2 separate regions of the Oryctolagus cuniculus genome follow, and region 2 is linked to region 1. The links are chromatin contacts, called in public Hi-C maps. All regions are on one chromosome and are shown on one strand. The core of a region is the stretch at or near the end of the contact, and the rest is flanking DNA. Distances in the headings are between cores, read along the strand shown. Region 1 overlaps SLIT1 (slit guidance ligand 1). Region 2 overlaps LCOR (ligand dependent nuclear receptor corepressor).

What was found. A called contact is a pair of places that touch in the nucleus more often than the background predicts.
Region 2: a Hi-C map of embryonic fibroblasts shows a contact between it and region 1, with 4 times the contacts expected there. The contact joins two enhancer-like sites. A contact is called at or near these places in 2 of 6 Hi-C or Micro-C datasets (embryonic fibroblasts and psoas muscle).

What each region holds. Positions count from the first base shown.
Region 1 is chr15:32,751,583-32,759,007 of mOryCun1.1, forward strand. It overlaps SLIT1 (slit guidance ligand 1), which reads left to right. Exons shown (of 37, transcript XM_051823458.2): 23 at 1,160-1,231; 24 at 2,772-2,843; 25 at 3,510-3,581. Among named protein-coding and RNA genes, the nearest start is that of SLIT1, 140 kb to the left of the region's middle. Within about 2 kb of position 4,804, at least 1 of the 8 cell types and tissues checked has an H3K27ac peak or open chromatin away from gene starts, as enhancers often do.
Region 2 is chr15:32,853,349-32,860,010 of mOryCun1.1, forward strand. All of the region lies in intron 4 of LCOR (ligand dependent nuclear receptor corepressor), which reads right to left. Among named protein-coding and RNA genes, the nearest start is that of LCOR, 56 kb to the right of the region's middle. Within about 2 kb of position 4,898, at least 1 of the 8 cell types and tissues checked has an H3K27ac peak or open chromatin away from gene starts, as enhancers often do.

The sequences.
Region 1 (7,425 bases), core at 3,554-6,053:
AGAAGGCTGATGTGCCCAGGCTAGGGCTTGGGAGAGCAGCACACTGAAAATGCGGCAGTGTTCACCAGTGGGCATAGAAATAGGACAGCCAGGGAACGGAGTCGCGGGATGCTCAGAGAATCCCAGGAAGGGGAGTAAATCCGCAGCCTGCGAGGCCTGGGGGACGGCGGCCGGAGCCGGAGGCCCTGGAGGTGGCCATGCTGCAAGCCCGCAGTTTGCCCTGTAGGGGGACAGGAGCCGCTGCTGGGCTCTGGTAGGGACGTGATCGGTCAGGTTTGTGTTCCAGAAAGCTTGTGGTGGTGCCTGCCCCTGTGGAAGGTGAAGTTAGAGTGTGAGGGAGGCCCCAGGAGGGAGGTGACACTGGCTGGACAGGTGGGGCAGGTGTGAGAGAGGCGATGAGACATGGGTGGGGGCCGTGCCCGTGGTCGTCAGAGCCTGGACACTAAGGCATGAGCCCCTGATCTGCTGTCTGAGGGCCGTCAGCCAGAGCAGGGCTCCACCAGCAGCCAGGCCGGGCCACGGGACAGGGCTCCATCAGTACGAGAGCATCCCAGAGAGACCTGAGCGGACAAGGGCCGCGGGCCTCAGGAGGCAAAGAAACGGCCAGTGAGGCAGGAGGAGCGGGCAGTCAGTGAGGGGCACGGGAGAGAAGGGGCGGGAAGGGCAGGCGTGGGCCGGGCCCAGGGTGGTGGGCTGGGGCTGGCCCGTGGGCTGCCTCTGACCCGCGGAGTTCATTACTCCTAGACTCTGGGTCTTAACTGGTAACATGGGGTCACGGGCACCCTCACAGGATGTTGGAGTGCCAGTGAGCCCACCCCTGCACAGGGCCAGGAACAGAATGGAGAGGCCACTGCCTCTCACAGTTGGAGAGGTGGCGGTGAGCCTTGGTGGGAGCCGTTCTGTGTTGGAGAGGGGCCAGGCAGCTCTAGGTGCAGGGGTGTGGGGTGAGGAGTGAGGCAGAAGCCCTGGGGACACGGAGGGATTCAGGGGGCCCAGTGCTCCTCCCCACCCCTACTTCAGCCCTGGGAGTGCCAGAGGGGCCCTGGCTCAGCTAACTGGAGGGGTGGGGGCAGGGCTCAGGCAGAGAGGGAGGGGAAGAAACCGTGCAAATGAGCCAGGGTTGGGTTCTTCTAAACCATGCTGCCCTTGCCTCTTCCAGGGACCTGAGCAACAACAAGATCAGTTCCTTGAGCAATTCCTCCTTCACCAACATGAGCCAGCTGACCACGCTGTGAGTCCCGCAGGGGTGGGGGTGGGGCTGGGGCCACAGCTGCTGAGACCTCCCCAGCCCCAGCCTGCCGGTGGTGCGGCTCCCTCGTCACTCCCCAGGGGCCTGTAGGCACCCTCCCCCTCCAGAGAGTGGACCAGAGCCTGAGCATCTAAAAAGCTTTTTTTTAAAAAAAAAAAAGATTTATTTATTTGTTTGAGAGGCAGAGTTACAGAGAGAGAGGGGAAGAGACAGAGAGAGAGGTCTTCCATCTTCAGGTTCACTCCTCAAATGGAAACAATGGCCGGAGCTACGCCAATCCGAAGTCAGGAGCCAGGAGCTTCCTCTGGGTCTCCCACATGGGTGCAGGGGCCCACAGACTTGGGCCATCTTCTACTGCCTTCCCAGGCCATAGCGGGGGGCTGGATCTGAAGAGGGGCAGCTGGGACTAGAACCGGCGTCCATATGGGATGCCGGCACAGCAGGAGGAGGCTTAGCCTACTATGCCACAGTGCTGGCACCTAAAAAGCTTTTAGAAAACATCTTTCACTGTGAAAATACACAAAATACACAAAAAAGTACAAAAAATATGAAAGCACAGTGTATCTAGCAATCGTGAAACTGGCACGCATGTAGATACTTAGAACACCCTGAGCACCCCAAGCCCCCCGACCCCCTGTTCTGACCTTATCATGGTCACTTTTTAGGCATTTTAAATAGTATTGCCATCCATATGTGTGCTTCTGAACAGCGTTGGTGTGATTTTGCCCATTTTTAGCCAGGTGTAAATTGGGTCATTTCTTTGCACCTGGCTGCCTGGGCCTGCCCTCGTGTGTGAGCTCCATGTGCTGGATGAAGCCGAGACAGCACCTCTGCAGGGCGATGCCAGCCCTGCCTCCTGCACTCACTGGTGGTGGCCGCTGGGGTGGCTCCCAGCTCGCACTGCTGTGAGCAGAGCCCTCTGACAGCTTTGTACCCACATTCTGAGGTATTTGCCTGCTGCCGCTAACTGAACTCCACAGAACTCAATGGGATTTATTTTATTTATCTGAAAGGCAGAGTTACAGAGAGAGAGAGAGAGAGAGAGAGAGATCTTTGATCCACTGCTTCACTTCCCAAATGGCCATGATGCCTGTGGCTAGGCCTGGCCAAAGCCAGGAGCCTGGAACTCCACCCAGGTCTCCCACGTGGGTGCAGGGGCCCAAGGACTTGGGCCATCTTCTACTGCTTTCCCAGCCACAGCAGAGACACAAGGGCTTTTGCTCTCTCTGATTGGAAGTGGAGCAGCCAGGACATGAACCAGCGCCCACATGGGATGCCGGCACTGCAGGTGGTGGCTTTACCCGCTAAGCCACAGCAGTGGCCCCTGGGTCCCTGTATTACAGCTGATGGAGGAAGAAAGGGTTAGGGGACGCTCCAAGGTCAGCTATACCCTCGAGCAGACCTCAGCCAGCATCCAGCCAGCAGCTCTGCTCCCTGCTCCCCACGCGGAGCTGCTGAGTCCTGCACCTGCAGGGCGGGGCTGTGGCTGTCATGCTGCCTGCTTCCTTCTTCCCTCTCGCAGGATCCTCAGCTACAACGCCTTGCAGTGCATCCCTCCGCTGGCCTTCCAGGGCCTCCGCTCCCTGCGCCTGCTGTAAGTCCCTTCCCTCTTCTGTCCTCCGGGAACCCACCCACCGAGGGCCCTGCCACCCGACAGGCAGGTGTGGGCCCCAGCAGGGCCCGTGCTTGTCCAGTGGTGGGAGACCAGAGCGCCCTCACTCCAGCCCCTGATGGCACTGAGTAACGCATGGGAAAAGATCCAGGAGATGGCGATTGCTGTCACCCCCAAGTTGAGTTTGTGATGTGTGTGTGTGTGTGTGTGTGTGAGAGAGAGAGAGAGAGAGAGAGAGAGAGCAAAAGCCCTTGTGTCATTACCATGGCCCCTGCAAGTCCACCAGGGTGAGGTGACATTCTTCCAGCTCCACCCACACTAGTGGACTCAGTCGTCTGCCCTCAGCATCCCGGCTAAGGGAGCCGGGGCATGGGGTGAGCACGGCTGCCTGTGATGCACTTGTAAACCCCATGCTTGGGCTGATGACCATGGCAGAGACAGGGTGGGTGGTCCACCTGCCCTACTGCAGGCTCCCTGTGTCCTCCCTGTGGCCAGCAGCCTAGGGGCCCTGAGCTGCGCCACCTCCCCACGGCACTGGTAGCCAGAGGAGGGACTGGCAAGGCAGGCCCCCATCCTGCAGAGGGCTGGGCCTGCCCTCACCACGTCACCCATCCCTGGACCAAGTCCCAGCAGCCCCTTCTCCCTCAGGTCCCTCCACGGCAACGACGTCGCCACCCTCCAAGAGGGCACCTTCACGGACGTGACCTCCCTGTCTCACCTGTGAGTAGCCCCGGCCTCTCTGCCCTTGACCAGCACTTGGGCTGCAAGGAAGACCCTCCTCCTCAGGGTGTCAGAGCTTTGGTTGCCCCATCCCGAGAGTAAACTGGTGGACTCCCCACGTGCACTCTGGCGGGCCACCGGACTTGGCAGTGGCGGAGGAGGATGGCTTGTCACCACAGTATAAAGTGGCAGTGGCCATTTATTGATTGCTAAACACCCTGCCTCCTTTAGCTAATGAGTGCTCCAAGGAAGCCTCCACCATGGCTGCTGTCATCTCGTTTTGCACGCCAGGGACAGGCCCAGAGGAAGAGAGGAGCTGGCCTCAAGTCCTAGACCTGATAGATGGTGGGAGGCAGGCTCCGGACCCACGTGCCACGCCAGTAACCTGTGCCTGCCTGTGCCCAGAGAGGGACAAGCTCCAGAAATTTACTTCCTCTGAGAGGTGGTGTAGCTGATGCAGGCTTGCTCCCCAGACTGTTTAGCTGGTAGTGCCGTGAGGATTCTTTGAAAGCCGGAGACTTGATTCACCAAAGCGCTCAACCTAGAATTAACACAGGACCCAGCAGTTCCACTCCTGAGCTTGCTAAAAAGAACTGAGAACAGGGACTCAAACAGCTGCTCGTACTGCAGTGTTCAACGAAGTGTTATTTATTTAGATTTATTTATGCATTTGAAAGAGTTACAGAGAAAGAGGGGAGACAGAGAGAGAGAGAGAGAGATGGAGAGACAGGTCTGACATCCACTGATTCACTTCCCAAATGCCTGCAACAGCCAGGGCTGGGAGCTCAGAACTCCATCTGGATTTCCCACGTGGGTGACAGGAACCAAAATACTGGAGCTGTCACCTGCTGCCTCCAGGGTGTGCATTAGCAAGAAGCTGTATCTGAAGCAGAGGAGCCCGGACTCAAGCCAGGCTCTCTGATGTGGGACGTGGGTGTCCCAGGCAGTAACTAAATTGCACCAAATGCCCACCCTTCCATGTGTTAATCTCTAAAATCAGAACGTATCTTAAAATGATGTGCATATTTAATATGGAGATGTTTCTCCGCCCCTCCCAATGCCTGTTACATAAGTGGTGCATCTAACAATCTCAGGCTTGAGGAAATAAAACAGTGGGTGTTGCTCTTGGAAGATCTGTTCCGGTCAAATGCCATGCTGTGGACTTTATCTGGGTGACTCACTTACTCTGTGACTGATCCAGGAGGTGAGTTTTGTGCGATGCATCAGCTCCCTCCGATTGGCAGGAAGTGCCCCAAGCACAGTACTGAAGATTCCAGGGCCAGTCTGGACTCCGTGGGACGAGTGTGGTGATCGATTAGCAATGTCTGCCATGGGTATGGGAGGGGTAGGGGCTGTCCTAGGTGGCAGGATTTATTGTTTCCACTTTCCAGTTTCAGATTCTGAACAGTTAAGCAACTTCTCTAGGCCATAAAGCTAGGGTATGAGGGGCAGGATTTAAACTAGGCGTGTCTGATTCCAAAGCTTGCTGTTTGTTCTGTTCTCAGTGACCTCCTGGGTGACAGAGTGAGTCAAGTGCAGAAGAATTTACTAGAATTTACTTCCGGCCTCTGTGGCTACTGGGGATGTTATCAAGGCAGCTGGAAGGAAGTGGAGACTGACTCCGAGGAGGTGCCCTTGCTCCACAGAGGTGGCACAATCTACTTGCAGAGGAGGGAAGGGCATTCCAGGAAGAAGGAACAGCATGTGTGAAGGCACAGAGGCAGGAAGCCAAGGGCATGCCTTGGGGTGCTGTGTCATCCAGCCCAGGACAAAGGGTATTAGGGGAAGAAAATGTGGAGTGGGAAGAGATGAGACTGGAGAGGGACTTTGGAGTCCTGTTGGGAAGGGCCTTGTGTCACGCTAAGGAGTTTGGACTTGATTTTGTGGACAGCAGGGAGCTTTGAAAGGAGAGTTGTGGACAACCAGGGGTGTCATATGGAGGCCGATGGGGTGGGAGGCAGGAGTGAGTCTGGCTGGAGAGGGTGACTCCAGCCGCAGGCCAGGCAGGGCCACTGTTGTCTCTTCCCGCTGACTGGAAGTCGCAGGAGCTCGTTTGCACCTGTGCCTGGTAACTTAGGGTGTTGCGAGCTCATTTCTGTGGCTATTAGCCTCTAGGAATTCTGAGGACCTGGACTGCAGATGCTCTCTAGAGAGCTTGTTTCTGTGGGGTGCTCGGGCCGCTGCTGTCGGGACCGCTCAGGCTCCCTGCATAGCCGGGTGTCAGCCAGGTATCTGCCTGGACTCTGCACCTTCCCCGCCAGGCCCTTTCAAGCATCTGGGTCACCTGTCTCACCTCGGAGACCCCCTCATGGCAGCACTCACGCCTGGGATTTAACGTGCGGCTGGCCCCCGCCCTCCTTCCCCTTGGGAAGTGGGTACCACGCGAGTACCATGCAAGTGCCACGCGAGTACCACGTGAGTGTGTGCTCAAAATCTAGGGGCGCTGTTTTTCGAGGGGAAGTGAAAAACAATGCATTTCAAACAATAACTGAAGCTTCAAAACCAAGTGTGGCGTCTACACTTACCTGTACATTCAGACTTTCTCTAGGAGAAAGTGACCTCGGGCCTGAGGCCAGACCCAACTGACAAGAAGTAAACCAGTAAGGAAAGATGCGGTTAGCAGTGGTTACAGAGCTAGGTCCCCTCATTAGCAATTAGAAGTGCCTGTTAATTGCAGCTGGGCCCCATTTCTCTACCAAACAGCACCCATGAGAAAGAAACCGACCACTGTTATGAAGCCATTCTGTGGATCGGCGCTGCTGTTACCGCACTGGGTGTGGGGTGGAAATTGGCTGTGGCCTGGACAGTGTGTCCGCACTGCAGTAGGGTGTGTGTGCATGTGCGCAGGCGACAGGGCGTGTACACGCATGTGCACTCGTGCATCCATGTGCTGCACTCCAGAGCTGCTGCTGCTTGTAGGATCTCTTAAACACTTGGAAGGAGTCAAGGGATATAAAAGAGTGGCATGGACTCGCTGCACTCACTCTGGCCACAGGCACTTCATAGGGAAGAATGGGCCCAAGGTTCCCTAAGGAGTCAAGGTCAGCCGAGAGTCATCCTCCGGTTTCCGGGTCCCCACAGTGCTGTGTGCCATGTGCCTATGCCATGTGCCTATGCCATGTGCCGTGTGCCTGTGCGGCCCTCTTGCCCGCTGTGACGCTGGCCAGGGCCTCTCTTGCCCGCTGGCAGTGTGGACGAGGGGTCTGTGGGGCAAGGGTGTGGTGGAAGCTGAGATCACCACATTTCAACCCCTGCACTAAGAATCAAGACTCAGGGCTTTAGATCCTTGTCCCACCATCAATTTGCAGTGGGATCTCAGGTAATATATTCTCCCTAGACCTCTTCTCTCACCTGTGAAAAAGACAATTTCTAAGGTCCCTTAGAGTTTGAACATGACATAGTGATTATGAGCTCTTCACTGCCAGGGGCTTCAATCCCCTCGCGGCTCTCTGCTGTTGTCTATTTTCATGTTTACTTTACAGTTAGCCCATCTTTCATCTATCTGTCCATCTGCCCCACCATCCATCCACCCATCCATTCATCCATCCCTCCCTTCCTCCATCTGTCCATCCTTCCTTCCTTCCATCCATCGAACCATCCATAAAATCTGTTCACGCATCCAGCCATCCATGCATCCGGGAATACCGACTGTGTGCCAGATCCTGTGCCAAAGCTCCCCACTGTCATTCTTCATCGTTCCAGTTTAGCACTGGTGTTGCACTGGAAAGTTAGCTTTCCAAATTCATTAAGAAGCAGGTGTGAAAAGTAAATATGAAACGAGTAAGTAAATTGTGCCATTCCCACAGGATGGAATAGCAAGTAATTAATACTGATGACTATTATG
Region 2 (6,662 bases), core at 3,648-6,147, 100 kb after region 1:
CCATCAGAGGACGGTACCTCCTTCTTTGATGGCCCGTTCTTTCTACTGGGATTCACTCACTGGCAGAGATCTTTTATTTAGGTCCTCTTTTTTTTTTTTTTTTTGGCCAGAGTGTCTTGGCTTTCCATGCCTAAAATACTCTCATGTCAAATTGTTAAGTCAACAACAGGAGTCACTGTGTACTTACTCCTCGTGTAGGATCTCTGTCCTTAATGTGTTGTTCAATGTGTGAATTAATGCTATAACTAGTACTCAAACAGTATTTTACTCTTTATGTTCTGTGTGGGTGCAAACAGATGAAATCTTTACTTAATATATACTAAATTGATCTTCTGTATATAAAGAGAATTGAAAATGAATCTAGATGTGAATGGAATGGGAGAGGGATCGGGAGATGGGAGGGGTGCGGGTGGGAGGGAAGTTATGGGGGGGAAAAAGCCATTGTAATCCATAAGCTGTGCTTTGGAAATTTACATTTACTAAATAAAAGTTTAAAAAAATATTTTCACCATAAAGAAATGAAAAAAAATTAAAAACTTTAAAAAAAAAAAGAAATAGAGAAATACTGAAATATCAGTAAAGAAGTATGAGTGATACAGTGTCTGTAACTTCTTACAAGGCTCAAGAAAATATGTGCACTGTTCATAGTAACCATGAAAAAGAACAAGAATGAATAGTAAGGTAAATGTGGCAAAATGTGAACAATTAGTGAATCTAGGTGCAGGATTTAGAAATTTTTAGTATTCTTGCAACTTTTTTGCAAGTGTGAAATTATTCCAAAACAAAATTTAAGAAAGAAAATTAGGATGGATAAATGCAAAGTCCTACTTTCATGCCATAAGCCAGATCCCTTTAGTGCCCGCCACCCTCTAATTCATAATCCCAGCTGCCCTATCACTAATTCATATTTTTGTTACAGGTTGCTGATCTACAATTTGAAGATAAAGAGCAAAGAAATACATAGGATATGGAAGTTAACAACCTTTAGGCTTCTGTTAATATTTCGAGGACGTGGTAAAGATGATAAAAACAGTAACAAATTTTCTGTGAAGGGCCAAATAGTAAATATTTTGGTTTCTTCAGGCCATACACAGTTGCTGTGGCAAACTGTCCTTTTTATACAATTCTTTAGCTTGACGGTATTACATAAACAGGCTGTGGGGAAGATTTAGTGAGAAGCCATAATTTGCTGACCCCTGACAGAAGACCTATAATAAAGTATGTCCCTTGGTCTTTGAGATATACAACACTGAATAAATAAAGTAACAGATTTATGTCAGTGTAGAAGTTAGTCCTTAGGGCAATCAACAGTCAGTAAAGTTAAATTTTAAGCAATAAAGATTAATATGTCTTAAAGTTTCTTTTGTAACTAACACTTGTCCCCTTATGAGTTCAGATGTTCTGGGTGGGATGACTGGAGGACACTTACACAGTTGCGTACTTGCTCTTTAAGAAGTGAGATCTCAGGAAAGGAAACAGAAGACCAAATGCTAAATTTCACTTGGGAAGGGAGCAAGATGAAATAGTTTTCAAACGTATGACACAAGACTGAAGGGGAAACAGTTTAAAGTCCCTCCTGTTTAAAAGGCCACTTTGTGCTTGGATTGTCTAAATTTGGATAATATTGTTTTGAATGCATACCATTAAAGCCTGTGTACATAGGCAAGTTTTATAATTATGTTAGAAGAGCCTTCTCAGACCTCTAGAACAGGTCATGGACTTACAGCCACAGCCATGTCCACTACCTAATGGCTTACTGACTTTTCAAGCAACGAGCTAAAAGGAGCTGATGTGATGCAACTCAGTAACTTAAATGCCATTTTCCTGCATCTTATTACTGTAAATGCCAGCAAGTTTTAGGGGAAATGGCTCTACCATTTTGAATGCTCACATGCTTTAAGGTCAATTATCTAAAAAGAAACCTTACTTCACTTAAATTACTGCTTTCTCCATAAACAAAGCGTTAATTATGCTTAATGCAATTTTTGCTATATGCTGATACTATTTTCAGTTTTGTCAAGTTATCAAGTTAATGAACAGGAAAACAATGAAGTCTGAACACACACTGAAAGTTTGCTTTGCTTTTCAAAATGTACGACATACCTACCAAGAATGATTTTTATTGGCTTATCTAATTGCTATTATTGATCATACAAAACCAATCTAAAGGGTACATTGGAAATGACTGCTATTACCTTTACATTTGTTAATTTGTCAGTATCTATAATCAGTATTTGCAGTTAACAGTTTTACTCCCTTATATAGGTACAGCTATCTAATATTAGAAGACAAATGCAAGCTATCCATACTGTCAATAGCAAGAGTTTCTTTGTATGTGTATATCTCTGTGTGTGTGTGTGTGTATGTGTGTGTTTTGTTTATTTATTTTCATTTACTTGAAAGGCAAAGTGACAGCCAGTGAGAGAGAGAGATCTTCCATTCGCTAGTTCCCTCCCCAAAAGCTCCCAGCTGAACCAAGCTGAAGCCAGGAGCCTGGAATGCAATACAGGTCTCATATGTGGGTAGCAGAGGCCCAAAGCCTTGAGCCATCAAGTAGTGGAGTAGCCAGGACTCAAACCAGCAGAGATGTGGGTGCTCCTGTGCCACATCTATCCTGCAAGGGTTTCCTATTTGCTGAAAATTCAATGTTTGTACGACCCTCAATTTTCTTTTTTTAAAAAACCTCTTCAATCATTGTGCTTTTTACATTAAAAAAAAAATAAGATTTATTTATTTATTTGAAAAGCAGAGTTAGAGAGAGAGATCTTCCATCCACTGATTCACTTCCCAGTGGCCACACAGCTGGGGCTGGGCCAGGCCAAAGCTAGGAGCCAGGAGTCAGATGATTTTTCAATACAATCCAATGAGGGAAAAGATTTTTTTTTTTTTTTTTTTTTTTTGACAGGCAGAGTGGACAGTGAGAGAGAGAGACAGAGAGAGAGAAAGGTCTTCCTTTGCCATTGGTTCACCCTCCAATGGCCACCGCGGCTGGCGTGCTGCGGCCGGCGCACCACGCTGACCCGATGGCAGGAGCCAGGTACTTATCCTGGTCTCCCATGGGGTGCAGGGCCCAAGCACTTGGGCCATCCTCCACGGCACTCCCTGGCCACAGCAGAGAGCTGGCCTGGAAGAGGGGCAACCGGGACAGAATCCGGCACCCCGACCGGGACTAGAACCCGGTGTGCCGCTAGGAAGTATATTCACAGGTAAACACAGGCCACTTACCTTACATTTCATATATAAAAACTAACTCAAAAGCAACCAAAGACCTAAATGCAAAAAATAAAACTATAAACTTCTCAGAAGAAAACTTGGGGAAAAGCTTCATGACATTAGATTTGGTGATTATTTTGAATATGACACTAAAAGAATAAACAATGAAAGTAAAAATATGCTAATTGAACTACATTAAAATTTAAAAACTAAATCTAAAACTAAAAACTTAAAACAACAGAATGAAAAGGTAACTTACAAAATGGGAGCGAATATGTGCAAATCACATCTGTTAAGGTATTAATATTCAACACCACTTTCCACTAGAAAAATGCAAATACCAACTCACACCCAGTAGGATGCCTACCAAAAAAGAAGAAACAAAAACTCAAAACACATAGAAAATAACAAACATGGACAAGAATGTGGAGAACGTCAAAACCTTTTCTACTGTCAGTAAGAATATAAAATGGTATGGTCATTGTGGATGAATTTGGCACTTCCTCAAAAACTTAGAAATATAATTACCATGTATCATGTCTAGGTACACACCCTGGAAGCAGGGTCTCAAGGAGATTCTGTATACCTATGTTCACGATGGCATTATTCACAACAGTAAAAGGTGGCTGTTGTAGGCATTTGTGGATTGGGCCCGGAAATGGAAAATATCTGTCTCTGTTTTTCAAATAAATAAAAATAAATAAATTTTTAAAATTTAAAAGATTTAACTTAAAAAATAAAAATTACAATGTTACATAGCGAGCATTTGGTCCAGTGGTTAAGACATGATTAAGATACAGGCGCTCTCTATCAGAGCACTGAGGTTCAGCATCGAGCTCTGCTCCTGACTCCAGCTTCCTGCTGCTGCACACTCTGGGAAGCAGCAGGGACGGCTCACGTGACTGAGCTCCCAGCTCCCAACTTCAGCTGCGGCAAAGGGCCACAGCAGGCATTTGAGGTGTGTGTGAACCAGAGAAATGGAGAGCATGACCTCCTTTTCTTGCCTTTCAAATAAATTTTTTTTAAAAAGCATAATGTTACATATTCATGAATCAGAAGAAGTTATGAAATATTCAGTGCAAACACAATATTACGGAGTAAAGAGAAACATGAAAAGGATCTAGTTACATGACTTCTGACTTAGCTGGGCACTGAAGGATATCTATAATCTAGTTCCAGCCGGATCACTCACTACTTCCACAAAGAAATGCTCTGCTCCACCCAGGGGGTGCCTCTCTAGAAGTATGTATTCTTTAAAAATTACAACTCAACTTCTAACTTCCTCAAAATATTCTTCTAAGATATCAGTCAAATATTTAAACTACTAAAGTCTTATAATAAACTCAAGAGCATAAGCTAATTTTTTATTTTGGTAAAACAATCTGACCTCTCATCATCCTTAGTTAACAAAACATTCTTGCTATTGGTAGTCTAGAAGAGCTATTTTCCCTTATTTCAGTTACGTACAAGAACAGATTCATAGCTTGAAACTAGTCTACTTTTAAAAAATATTAAATCCTACAAGTGATTTCTTATCCTTCTCATCTCTCCAGTACCCTCTCTCTAGTTCAGATCAGCTCTTCCATACTATCAGCCTGATGCAGTCATAAGTCCTATAATGTGGTTTTTAGTGGATACAGATGTGTAATTTAGTAGGCATACATATTTCCTAGCTTAGACAACTGAGGGAGCCTAGAAGCACTGACATTGACACTAGTGAGCAGTGTCCTAAGTTTTAAGCTGTGTGTTATTCTGAGTTGCACGATGGTATCTTGGACCATCCTGCCTGGGATGACTCATCCTTTAGTCGAGTGCATCCAAGCTGTATTACACCACCTATCTCTTGGTTACTGAGTAGCCTCTGTTATCAGATTGACTATCATAATAGAGTCAAGTTCGGGTTCAAGTAACCCTTTATTGTACTTAATAATGGTCCAAAAGTGCCAGTTTTGATGCAGGCCATTGGCATATGCCAAAGAGAATCCATAAAGCACTTCTTTTAAGTGAAAAGGTCCTTAGAACATATCCCCCAAGGATGAGAGGGAACTACTGATCTAGATGAATCCCTGTTCGTTTTCCGACAGAGGCGAGGTCACTTCATAATTTTACCTACATATTTTTATTTTAACAGCTTTAGTATTCACTGAAAATACAATTAATAATAATAATAAACAACAGTCCCTTTGGATTTATTTCTCTCTTGGAAACCTCCCTCCATGCTGCTCTGGCTGGAGGCTTTTGACTCTAATAAATACTTTAAATCTTAAAAAAAGAAAAAAAAAAGTGTAACTTCCAGCTCTTTCCCAGAGCACTATTTCTAACAGCTTTTCCACAGCCCAACCTCAAACTCAATTCCAATATTATGCTCTATGCTGCCACCTACTGGTTATTATCATATTCTCCATATATTTCCTTTTGGGGAGAATTTTTAAAAATTTATTTATTTAATTTGAAAGGCAAAGTTAGAGGGGGGAGGGGAGGGGAGGGGAGGGGAGGGGAGGGGAGGGGAGGGGGGAGGAAGGAAGAGGTCTTCCATCCGCTGGTTCACTCCCCAGATGACTGCAATGGTCAGGGCAGCTCCAATCCAAAGCCAGAAACCAGGAGCTTCTTCTGGGTCTCCCATGCAGGTGCAGGGGCCCAAGGACTTCAGCCATCTTCAGCTTTCCCAGGCCACAGCAGAGAGCTGGACTGGAAGTGGAGCAGCCAGGACTTGAACTGGCACCCATAGGGGATGTTGACACTGCAGGCGCCGGCTTTAACCGCTACGCCACGGCACTGGCCCCTTTGGGGGAGACTCTTAAACCAGTCTCAAAATGCAAGCCTCAACCAGTGAATAACTTCTATTTCCAAATTCTTGTCTCTCTCAGACCAAATGTTCCAGGTGCCTATAGAAAGGATTGCCACTTTTAATATAACACAACAAAAAATATACACCTGACAATTCACATTATCTAGGGTGTCTCCTTTCCTATTTTTCATTATAGATGAAAGGTTTATCTCTGAAAATCAATGCCAAAGACAGGTAGTATAGCATTTAATGGAGAAAAACATCTTTCCCAGAACAAGCTGAACTGCCAGATGAAAATATCCTTTTTAGTTAGAAAATCAACTCAAAACTGCAGAACTACAAACAGTAAAAACAACTGTTTAAAAAAACTGTTTACGCAGGTGCCGCGGCTCACTAGGCTAATCCTCTGCCTGCGGCGCCGGCACTCCGGGTTCTAGTCCCGGTTGGGGTGCTGGATTCTGTCCCAGTTGCTCCTCTTCCAGTCCAGCTCTCTGCTATGACCCGGGAGGGCAGTGGAGGATGGCCTGAGTGCTTGGGCCCTGCACCTGCATGGGAGACCAGGAAGAGGTACTTGGCTCCTGGCTTTGGATTGGCGCAGCGCCAGCCAAAGTCGCTGCGCCCATTTGGAGAGTGAACCAACAGAAGGAAGACCTTTCTGTCT